Linked DNA regions of Sus scrofa: region 1 is linked to region 2. Evidence: chromatin contacts called from public Hi-C data. All regions are on one chromosome and are shown on one strand. Each heading gives the region's core, a stretch centred on a gene start, on an enhancer-like site or on the middle of the called end of the contact. The rest is flanking DNA. Distances are from core to core; before and after follow the strand shown. Region 1 holds the start of GEMIN2 (gem-associated protein 2). Region 2 holds the start of SENP8 (sentrin-specific protease 8).

Region 1 (5,507 bases), core at 2,464-4,963, 79 kb after region 2:
TCAAAGTGTATATTCACAAGAAATAAGATATGCAGCAAACATATATTTTCTTTCTCTAAACTTGTTTTTTATGGTGGAAGAGAATGAGTTTGCTTGTCAAATTTTAATACCATCCTGAAGTGTAAATGGGAATCCAAACCAAAATTCTGTATAGGCCTGAAAAATAAGTGGTCTCAGGGTGCCACCCTACTTAATAAGGATTTTTGACTGAAAATGCAGCAAGTAAATAGCTGTGGACAATGATATAATGGCAGAATAAGATATTTGCAAAAAGAAGTAAGATCTAAGAATGAGGAGGGTAAATAGACATAGATGAGAGGATCCATAGGGGTCCTGGAATTCAATGAGGATAAACCAAAGTAGAGCACCTTTGGTAATTTCATTAATTTCATGATCCCCAGAAATGTATCTTTGCTATCCAGCTCAATGAAGCCTAAGAAGTCTTAAGGCCTATATTTGAAAGAGTGGCTTTTGTTTCAAATTGCAATGAAATAAATGTTAGGATTGGGAGTTCCCATCGTGGCACAGTGGTTAACAAATCTGACTAGGAACCACGAGGTTGCAGGTTCGATCCCTGGCCTTGCTCAGTGGGTTAAGGATCCGGCATTGCCATGAGCTGTGGTGTAGGTTGCAGACGTGGTTCGGATCTGGCATTGCTGTGGCTCTGGCGTAGGCCGGTGGCTACATCTCCGATTAGACCCCTAGCCTGGGAATTCTCCATATGCCGTGGGAGTGGCCCTAGAAAAGGCAAAAAGACAAAAAAAAAAAAAAAAAAAGAAAAATAAATTGTTTGATATAAGGTCAAAGAGACCTCCCATCTGGAACTTTCATTTGGAACTATGGATTGTTAAACCATCATTTGAAATGGTGTCATCAACCGAAATGTTTACTTCACATTAGGATTTTAACTCTGAAGATTTGTATATAAAAACAAACAAACAAATGTTAGGATTGATTGGTAACAAATTCATTTATATCTGTCTTTGTATACTTTAAAGTGAATGAGTTTAAGCATTTAACCCTTGGATGTATCACCAGGACCCGCTGGACCCAACTTTAATTTTCTGAGGTTTTCTCTTTTGGGAGTTATATTTGTAAGGATTCATCTTTCATGACTTTTATTCTTTCTTAAAGGTCTTCCAGAGAACAAAGAGAAAAGTTATTTTTTAAAAAAAGAATAAAACTTATTTGATTTGCAATTGTCATATGGGTCCACTGGACTCTTATAAATCTAGGATACATCATGGAATCTTACTAATCTTATTTTTCCTGTTCTTGAAACATTCTACTTCATCATTATTTCACCATTACTCACCAATTGTTCCAAATTATGCTTTAAAATATCTAAAATAATAAGAAAATAGAAAAAGAATAAAATTACCCAAGATAATAGAACCTTCAAAACCAGCAAAATATGGAATAAAAATTGGAGTTTTCTATGTTTAGATACTTATTTGAATTTCCAATAAAGTTGTATTTCATTATCCCTTTACTTTTTTATAACAGCTTTATTGAATATTCCTTTACTCTGCATATGAATTATTCATGAAGTGACTTAAATTTATAAAAATTTAAAAGGATCCACTGGACCCAGATGGTAAATGATAAAGGCTATTTTTTCTTCTTTTTTTTTTTTCCTGATATGTTGAAAGCTAAGAGGTTTCGATCTGAGGAAGAGCAGAGAGAAAATGGAAAATTTCTTGAGCTCCGGAGAAAAGAGTCAAACTGAATTGGAGAAAGGGAGAATCTCCAGAAATAATCTTTACCAGCTTTCTAACTTAATCTATAGACATTCCTGGATTTGATATCAGTCTGTGAATCTGAAGGAAGCTTGTTAAACATTTACCAACATGCAACTAATTATAACTGTTTGCTTTTAGTTATACCCGTTGTGCCGGTATTGGTACAAAATGAATGTTCCCGAAATATTCATGAGTTGGGCATGAAAACCTAGACAGTTATATTATCATCATTTTTATATATTTAGATTGGGAGTAAAAATGTAAAATCTGACATAAGTCCCCACCACCACCACCAAAAAAAAGTCTTTTTTAAAAGTAAATTACTCCTGGAGTTTCCGTCGTGGCGCAGTGGTTAACGAATCCGACTAGGAACCGTGAGTTGCCGGGTGAATCCCTGGCCTTGCTCAGTGGGTTAAGGATCTAGTGTTGCCCTGAGCTGTGGTGTAGGTTGCAGACGCGACTCCGATACCGCGTTGCTGTGGCTCTGGCGTAGGCCGGCGGCTATAGCTCCAACTAGACCCCTAGCCTGGGAACCTCCATATGCCGCGGGAGCGGCCCAAGAAATGGCAAAAAAAAAAAAAAAAAAAAAAAAAAAAAAAAAACCAAATTACTCCTATGATCATTATTTCTTCAGACTGGCATTTTTTACAATGCCAGAGAATATTAAAAAGAGAGAGAGAGAAAGAGGTCCTGTGGTCAAAAACACCAGTAAAATTATGTACAATAGGTATCTTGACTTGTCAAGAGTTTTAATATGCTAATATTCATTGTGAATCTTTAAGAGTGGCATTTGCATACATTTCCCAAAGATATTTGACCTTGGAACTTTTTTCCAGGGACCATCTGGGGGCAAGTATTCTGAACATTATTCAGTCATTAATTAATCACTTGTTAATGTGTAACAGCCAGTATTTTCCTTCCTACTTTTGAACCCACAGAGATTTCCAAATTGGAGATTCCAGCAGTAGGTAAAATATGGTAACACAAATTTCTGGGAATTTTACATGGTCACCACTAGATGGCGGTTTCACCTCTACTTTTTCTTTTTTGTTTACTCTATAAACGAGGCACTTATTTTTTCTAACGTGGATTCTCTTCCATTTGTTCAGATGGTGACATTATAAAGCACTGGCCAACTATTTTTGAACTACTCACTAGAAAAAGTAATATTCAGCATCATATATGTTCTACTCTGCATGCCCTAAGACTACAATAATATCAGGTATAGTTAATAAAGCTAATTAATAAATTACACATTAGAGTTAATAGAATTCCAAACTCAAATAGACCTTAATGATAATTTGGTCCAATCCCTGTAAATAACAAATGAACGTGAGCATAAGAGTTTAAGTAGCACATACCAGGTCAAGGTGCTGATGGCCATTTAAAATTACAACACGGTTGATTTCATGCCTGTCTTTTCTTCTTTAAATGCTGACAAGACTTGTCACTAAAACTGCTAGCTTTTGTTCAAACAGCAATTGCTTCTATTCCATGGAAGAGTTCCCCTGTGGGGCAGCTGGTTAAAACTCCTACGTTGTCACTGCAGCGGCTTGGGTCACATCTGTGGCGCTTGTTCAATCCCTGGCAGGGGAGCATGCCACAGGCCTAGCCAAGAAAAGAAAGAAGAAATGCATGTGATGTGTCTACCAGAGACTTAAGAATTTAGAGCTCAACAAGTGATAATTACAGTAATCTGCTCATTAATTTAAAAACATTTAAAGTTCCCTCACTACTGTGGATGCATAAAATAATCTTCAGTATTTACTTAGGAGAGTAAAGAAGGAACCCCCCTTAAACACTTCAGAACCACTAGTACCAGGAACTAAATTCCTGGTCTTCATTATTCCACCCGAGCCTTAACCTTAGGACAACCAGCGAGTTAGCTCATGCGCAGCTTCGCCCCCTAAACCCAGCCTCTTGCCCATCTCCGCGCCAAAGGCGCCCGCCCACTTGTGCGCCTGCGCTGTGACCTAGACTTGGCGCATGCGCCGGGCAGGACGGGCCGGATTGAAAACTATGGCGTGGGTACCTGCAGAGGCTGCGGTGGAAGAGTTGATGCCCCAGCTGTTGCCAGTGGAGCCCTGCGACTTGACAGAAGGTTTCGATCCCAGCGTACCTCCGAGGACTCCTCAGGAATACCTGAGGCGGGTCCAGTGAGTGATTAGACCCTGTGCGGTGGGCTGGTGGTTCTCCCTGCGCACAGCGCCCAGTGCCTCGCCCCACCACCAAATTTGATAAAGCCCTGTCTCTGATCCCGTCTCCAGTTTAGGACCGGATCAAGATCCCTTCATTGCATCTATGAACTTAATTTTGCTAAACGTGATTACTCGTGAGAAGATAACGTGAACTTAAATTTCTTTGCTTTCAGTCCAGATAATTTCAGAAATATATCGTTTAGTACCTCAATTGCAATTCTGAACTTTTTTTTTCTGATTTTGTAATGAACTGTAGAAGTGGATCGCTTGTTTTAATGCGCATGAACAACAGTAATCACGTTTCTTGCATTTATTATTTGTTTGTAGGATCGAAGCAGCTCAATGTCCAGATGTTGTGGTAGCTCAAATTGACCCAAAGAAGTTGAAAAGGAAGCAAAGTGTAAATGTTTCTGTGAGTTTTATTACCCGTCAGGGGATTTCCCACTCCCAACTACAAATTAAAAGACCAAGGCTCTTAGTATAGTATCAGATAGTATCAGGCAGTATCAGTTAAGATTTGACTACTCTGTAGTAAGTTAGTAAATTAGACATTTGCTTGTACTTTGTCCCCTAAAAGGACAGATTCCATTTACTGCTTCCATAGAGGCTTTTGGTAACCCTAGCATTCATGGAGATTTGCTCATAATACTTTAAGAAGATGATCAAATCCTAAAGGAGGCTTTAAATAAGTTACTTACGCTATCCTTTATTTTTAAGGTATCTTTTTGCACTTCTTCATAATTATTATTGGGCTGATATTTAACTTTAATGTAGTTTGCATGTTCTGAATTTGACTGGCTTTTGTTTTTTAAAAATTTGAAATCAAAATATCTTACACTTTTCTAGGTATTTTGCCACTGTAAACCTTTTCATTTGTTTATCCAGCACACTTTTTACAAAGCAACTCTGTTGTGCTAGACACTGGAAATACAACAGAGGATGAAACAAAAAATATGTCCCTACCCTTGTAGAGTTTACATTCTCCTGAGAAAGAAGAAAAGCAAACAATTTAATTGCGTATTTTGACTCTTGCTGTGAAGAAAGTTAACATAATGACCAATAAGTAACAGGGATTAGCAGCAGAAGGTCTCCTTAAGGAGGTGCTATTTAACCCACAGTGGAAGGAGAGGATTCAATTTGTTTTTAAATTGTAATAATTCCTTTTCCTTTTATGTTCTAAGTAATTCCTTTATCTCATGTTTATAATCAGGAGATTTTAATTCAGACACTATAGTTTTCATGTAATTCCTTTTCAGAAGTTTTTAGTTGCTGGAAGATGATACCTTATATATCTGGCTTTTAAAAAATGACCATACTAGGAGTTCCCATTGTGGCTCAGTGGTAACAGACCTGACTAGGAGGTCATGGGTTCAATCCCTGACCTAGCTCAGTGGGTTAAAGGATCTGGCATTGCTGTGAGTTGTGGTCTATGTCACATATGTGGCTTGGATTCAGCATTGCTGTGCCTGTGGGGTAGGCCAGCAGCTACAGCTCCAGTTTGACCCCTAACATGGGACCTTCCATATGCCATGGATGCAGGCCTAAAAAGACAAAAAAAAAAAAAAAA
Region 2 (5,663 bases), core at 2,392-4,891:
TCCCTTTTTTACTTTTATTTAATCGCCCTGTTTTTATAACAAATTTTTCAATAGCATAATCTAAATGATTAGAAAAGATGGGGTTTATATCATTAATTTCTACAAAGGTTTTACCTTTTTAAAAATCTAATAAACTGTTTACCCCATTTCTCTCATGCATTATGCACCACTAAGGGAAAAAAAACTGTTAAAAAGCCTTGTGTTAAGACAGTGAACCTGCTGATGTTTAAACTATAACATGATTTTTTTAGACTTAATCACATAATTTGCTGGCTTAGACCTTTAACTCTACCTATACTGTAAGTGTTGGGTTTCTATCCTACAATTTTTTCTCCCCACCTACACTTTTTGCTCACAAATCTATTACTGTTAACCCAGAATTCAATAATGAGCTTAAGACACAAATTCAGTGCCTACTGGCTATTTACATCTGATAGAAGTATAATCACCCAAACTCAACATGTCATAAATTGAATTCCTCTTTTTTGACAAAAATAAAAATTCCACTCCTCCCTCATATTGATCACCTCAGTGAAAGGCACATGCTAGAAATCTAAATCTGATCCTCTAAGAACCCTCTCCCCAATCCCAAATCTAATGAAATTACCAAATCCTATCCATTCTCAAAAGCCAAAGATCCACCACCATTATGTACTCTCCTGACACCTTTAGTCTACCTTCAATCCACCCTTCTCAAATAGATAGTGATCTTTTAAAAATATAAATCTGATCCTTTCAGCCCCTTATTTTAAATCCTTCAATAACTTACTTAATAAATATTATAATCTCTATCAAAGCTAATCACTCCATGGAAGCTCAAAGGTTCAATGAGAAATTCAGTTTATCCTTTTTTGCAGGTTCACAAAAGAACCATCAGGAAATTTTTTTAAATCCTGAAAATTACTTAAAACTTATATATATATATATATATATATATATAAGTTTCCCTGGTAGATCAGCGGGTTAATGATCCAGCATTGTCACTGCTGTGGCTCGGGTCACTGCTGTGGCATGGGTTCAATCTCTGGCCGGGGAACTTCCGCCTGCCATGAGCATGCCAAATAAAATAATAAATAAATAATAAAAAAACACACACATAGCAGCTGATACATTTAAGAGAAAAGCATGCAGCAATGTTAATAAAACCAAAGACTGAAAATAACCTCAAGACTACCAAAATGATATACTATCCAGCCAGTAAATGAGGCACTTCCAAATGTACAACCGTTGAGTGATCTCTAGGATCTATTATTAAATGGGGGTGGGGGGAGAAGGGTAGGGGGAAGCTATATACATTCCATCTAGTACACAAGCATTTGTGGTGTTTTAAGAACATAAATACACGAGTTCCCTCGTGACCTAAGTAGGTTAAGGATCCAGCGTTGTCACTGCTACGGTACAGGTCACTGCTGTGGCACAGATTCAATCCCTGGCCCAGGAACTTTTGCCTGCTGCAGGTACAGCCAAAAAAATATATATATTTTTACACACACACACATAAGTGTGTAGACCTGTATGCTAGAAATATCGCAAGAACAACACACACAAAGATGGAAATAGTGGTTGTTTCTAAGGAGGGAAAATGGATGGTTGGAAGATACAGGGAAAAGAGAAACTTTTTACTACATACTCTTTTGAACCTTTTGATTTTTATACTATGTCTAATTATGACCTATAATTTTAATATGATTTTCTCCTTCCTCGGTTCCACATACAAAAAATAAAAAATTTTAAAGTACTGACTACAAAAACCTCTCTATACTTCATCCCTATACCAACGTTAAAATTATGCAGTGATCATCTGGTGTAAAATTACATTTCCTTCTTGACAGCTCAGGAGTTCAACAAACTATGTTTTACTGTTTAACTACTGCTAATAAGGCTGTTGATAATGACATTGGTGAACACTGCAATGATAACTGTACCTGCCTCTTGAAAAAGCAAGTCAGCAGCACCAGGTAGCAGAATTTTATTATTAAACTGACATCAAAATCTTCAGAAATTAAGGAAAACTACAAATCTTACTTTCCCAGCAAATTCTAAAACAGCAAATTCAAAAAAAAAAAAAAAGTATCTTGCTATCCTTCAAAAGCAGTGCAAAAGAGCTGTAAAAATCTACAAGAAGGTGAAACAAATGATACCACATGGAGACATTCATTACTGTTGTGTTAATTAACCCTTCCAGAAGTCCCTAAAATGTCAGATCTGTACTACCCCACACATTCTACAGAAGATGAGAAGCAGGCTGTGTGACCTTACAATAGCACACACCGCCTGCCCTGGGCTTCCATGATCTTCCATCTCCCTCTTTCTAAAGCCCGGAGACTAAACCTCCAAACATGAGTGTCAATTGGTCCCCTTAGCCCCGCTGGGGGGAAAACACTAGGCTAAGCAAAATGCCTTCAGGATTTCACGGCAAAGCCCTTTCAACCAAAGAAAGGATCACGACCTCGGAGAAAGATATTAAGGTCTGCCTAAGGAAAGGAGGTCTAGAAGAAGAGGCCGCTGCTGGTGTCTAAAGAGGAGCTGACACCAGATTTCTTGGGAAGTAAGAGCATCATGAAATAGACTATCTGAAAGACGAGTTGAGTAAGGGAAGAGCTTCAGCTAGGCGGTGAGCAGGTCCGCTAGGAAGAGGAGTGGGCAGCGATGGATCTGCCTTGGAGCTGGGGGTCGCAATGGGTTTAGAGGGCAAGCGTAAACGGATCTGAGGAACTGTGATTGGGTCAGCTCACAGGAGGATGCAACAGTCTCGAGGCCCCATTTAAGAGTACTACGAGAGTCCGAAGAGGGTTCTAGTGGGGTGTGATGGGGTGAGAGGCCCGAGACTAACACCAGGAGAGGTTGGAGCGCCGGAATGGTGCCTGGCCAAAGGAATACACGATGGGTGGGGTCCACTGGGTACCCGGGGCAGCGATCGGGTGTCAGGGAGGCTCCAGCGCAGACTAGCTCGCGGGGCGTCTCCGCTGGGGCGGGGCGGGGCGGCCCCGCAGGAGCCAAAGAGAGAGACCGAGACGTGGGCCGGGCTGGGCGGCAGGGCCGCTGGGCGGCTTGGGCGGGTCTTACCTCGGGCTCCGCCGCGGTGGCCACCGCAGCCCCCTCCTCTTCGGCGGAAGCCGCCTCCCAAACTCGGCCCCAGGGTCAGGCCGGAGGAGACAGCAGAGGCCAAGATCACCAAGGGTCGGACGGCTCCGGGAGGGTGGGCCCAGCTGCCTTAGGGTCCGGGCGAGCGGCCGCCGCGCATCCCCCGCCCTGTCAGAGAGACTCCGCCCGGCCTGGGCAGGCACATCCCCGGCCGCACCCGCCCTGAGACCACGCGTTCAGTCGCCGCCTCAACCGCTACTGCCGCCTCTGCGGGTGTCGCGGGTGCCTCCACCGCCGCCTCTCACCACCCTTGCTGTTCACTCAGCAGCCACAGTCAACCGCCACCACGTACCAGTCCGCTCGGGCCCGCGCGCCCCCGACCCCGCGCACGCGGCCCCGCCCCGCACGACTCCTCAGCTGCAGAAGAGCAAGCGCGCGCGCACTTACCTCCCACGCCCCCTACCGCCCTCGGGAGCCAGCCTGCTCGCCCGACTCCGCCCCCGCACGTGATGCCGCCAGCAAGTACAGCATGCGCTTGCGTGGACACGCCCCATTTCGTCCGCTTCAGGCGGCCCCGCCCAAACTTTTCTTCCTCACCTTACGGCAGAGTTGGGAACTCTGCCTTAGGTTTTATCTCTTCTAGAGAGGGATGTCGCAATGTTGGGCTAGAAAACTCTGGGTTTACGACTGCAGCTCTCGCTTTCCGGCCAATACCGAGGTGCCTGAAGGCTGGCTGGGGAGGTGAGGCCCGAGGCAGGTAAGAAGCCTCCTCCCCACTTCGGTTTGTCGGTCGGTGTGTCTGGGCAGGAGATCGTTTTGCCGCCCACGCAGTTCTAGCGTCTCCACACCCACTCCCCAATTCTGGCTCAAAATTCTTAGCGCCGCCTCCTTAGCGCCCCCCCCTCCCGCCCCCGTTTCCACACACACACGCCCTTTCCCCAGCATTTCCCCGCCCCGGACCTCCGTTTCCTAGTACTTCTTTCTTTTCATCCCTCAGACTTTTTACTGAGCACTTTCCGTGCATTAGACTCCAGAAAGTCAGAAGCAAATGAAATAGTCTCAAGTGTTTCGAAGTATGTTGGAGACGATGAGAGAATCCTCCGTGATAGTAAAGTAAAATTATAATAGAAAAAAAAAAAAAAGCACAAGGTATTCTTTGAGCGTAGAAGAGGGACCACCTGATTGTGTATGACTTGAGGAAACCCTCTGGGTCACTCTTAATTTGTGTTAGAAAGCTAATGAGCAGTAGCTGGTTAAAGCGGTATAAGAGATAGAAGCAGAGGGAATGATGGGTACAAAAATATTTTTGACAGTACTGGCGCTGAAATAAAAAGAGGAATAGAATACAGTTAGCGAAAACCACGTGGCGTAAGTTACTCACTCTTTGAGTAATAAAGAGTTATAAAGTAATGAGGTGAGGGACAAGCGTGTGGGCCAGAACAGTGTTTTCTTTTAAGGTGGTTATGAAGTGTACCATAACCAAGATGTGGACAGTTTATGAGTGAGAGTGGGTAATTTACAGAACCAGGAGCGGTAGTGGAATTAAATCTTGTATGCACATTAGAGTCACCTGGGATTCTTTTAAAAAGTAAAACCAGGCGTTCCCATTGTGGCTCAGCAGTAATAAACCCTACTGCCCTCCATGAGGATGCAGTTGAATCCCTTCCGCCATTCAGTGGGTTAAGGATACAGGATTGCCATGAGCTGTGGTGTAGGTCACAGACACAGTTGGCATCTGGTGTGGCTATGGCATTGGCCAGCAGCTGCAGCTCCTATTCGATCACTAGCCTGGCAACTTCCATGTGCCACGGGTGCAGCTCCAAAAAGGAAAGAAAAAAGTAAAACAAATGAAGTTGCTCCACCTGAGGCCAATTAAACAAATCCAGGCATCAGTTTTGGTTGTTTTTGTTTTTTTAAAGTTCCTGAGGTGACTCCAATGCTGCAGGTTGAGAACCACCAAACTATAGCAAAGGAAAGTTTGGGAAGTAGGGGAAGGCAGAAGGTTGATGTAGTTGGCGCTGTAATGTTAAGTTGGGAGTCATTTGATGAGAGTTCAGGATGGCATGAGACCCTTGAAAGTTTTGAATAACTACTCTGGGTAATGGGAGGAGTCACTCCTGCTTTCTCTTTAGCACAGTTTCATCCTTCAGTCTTAATCAGGCCCATTTCGGTTACTGCTCTTTCCTCTGTCTTTTCCTTCTGTCCAAGTTTTATCAGCTGGGGATCCAGCCTTAGAGCTCAGGGGAATCCTCATTTCTATCCCCCACAAGATCAGAGTTAAGCCAATTGATGAGATTCAAAGACTGACTTCACTCCCATAGAGATTACTATATACAGTGCCTTGCCAATTTAGAATCTGCCTTTTATTATTTATTTCATCAACCATTTAAGTTAGGAATGAGAAAGATTTAAGTTTCAGCCCTATTAGGACTTCACAGTATTAGGGAAAACAAACCTTTAGAAGAATTCACTTGGCAGACAGATAAGGTCTGTATAAGGCAAAGCCCTAGCTAGTCCGTGCTACTGTATTAACTGTGGTTAATTAAAAAACTTGTCTATCTGCTACCAGATAAGAGAAG

Evidence for each region. Hi-C and Micro-C count contacts between places; a contact is called where the count stands out from the background.
Region 1: a Hi-C map of skeletal muscle shows a contact between it and region 2, with 3 times the contacts expected there. The contact joins the promoter of GEMIN2 here to the promoter of SENP8 in region 2. A contact is called at or near these places in 1 of 5 promoter capture datasets (fetal liver), 6 of 47 Hi-C or Micro-C datasets (alveolar macrophages, heart right ventricle, liver and 1 more) and 2 of 2 datasets of contacts at active chromatin or transcription factors (alveolar macrophages and skeletal muscle).

The regions. Positions count from the first base shown.
Region 1 is chr1:169,672,439-169,677,945 of Sscrofa11.1, forward strand. It overlaps GEMIN2 (gem-associated protein 2), which reads left to right and starts at 3,714. Exons shown (of 10, transcript XM_003121777.5): 1 at 3,714-3,898; 2 at 4,268-4,352. The coding sequence starts at 3,729. It overlaps LOC100627270 (a long non-coding RNA gene), which reads right to left and starts at 3,689. Exons shown (of 3, transcript XR_002346575.1): 1 at 3,607-3,689; 2 at 3,104-3,350.
Region 2 is chr1:169,593,175-169,598,837 of Sscrofa11.1, forward strand. It overlaps SENP8 (sentrin-specific protease 8), which reads left to right and starts at 3,642. Exons shown (of 2, transcript XM_013992369.2): 1 at 3,642-3,841. MYO9A (unconventional myosin-IXa) reads right to left here and starts at 3,597. Exons shown (of 44, transcript XM_021100912.1): 1 at 3,532-3,597.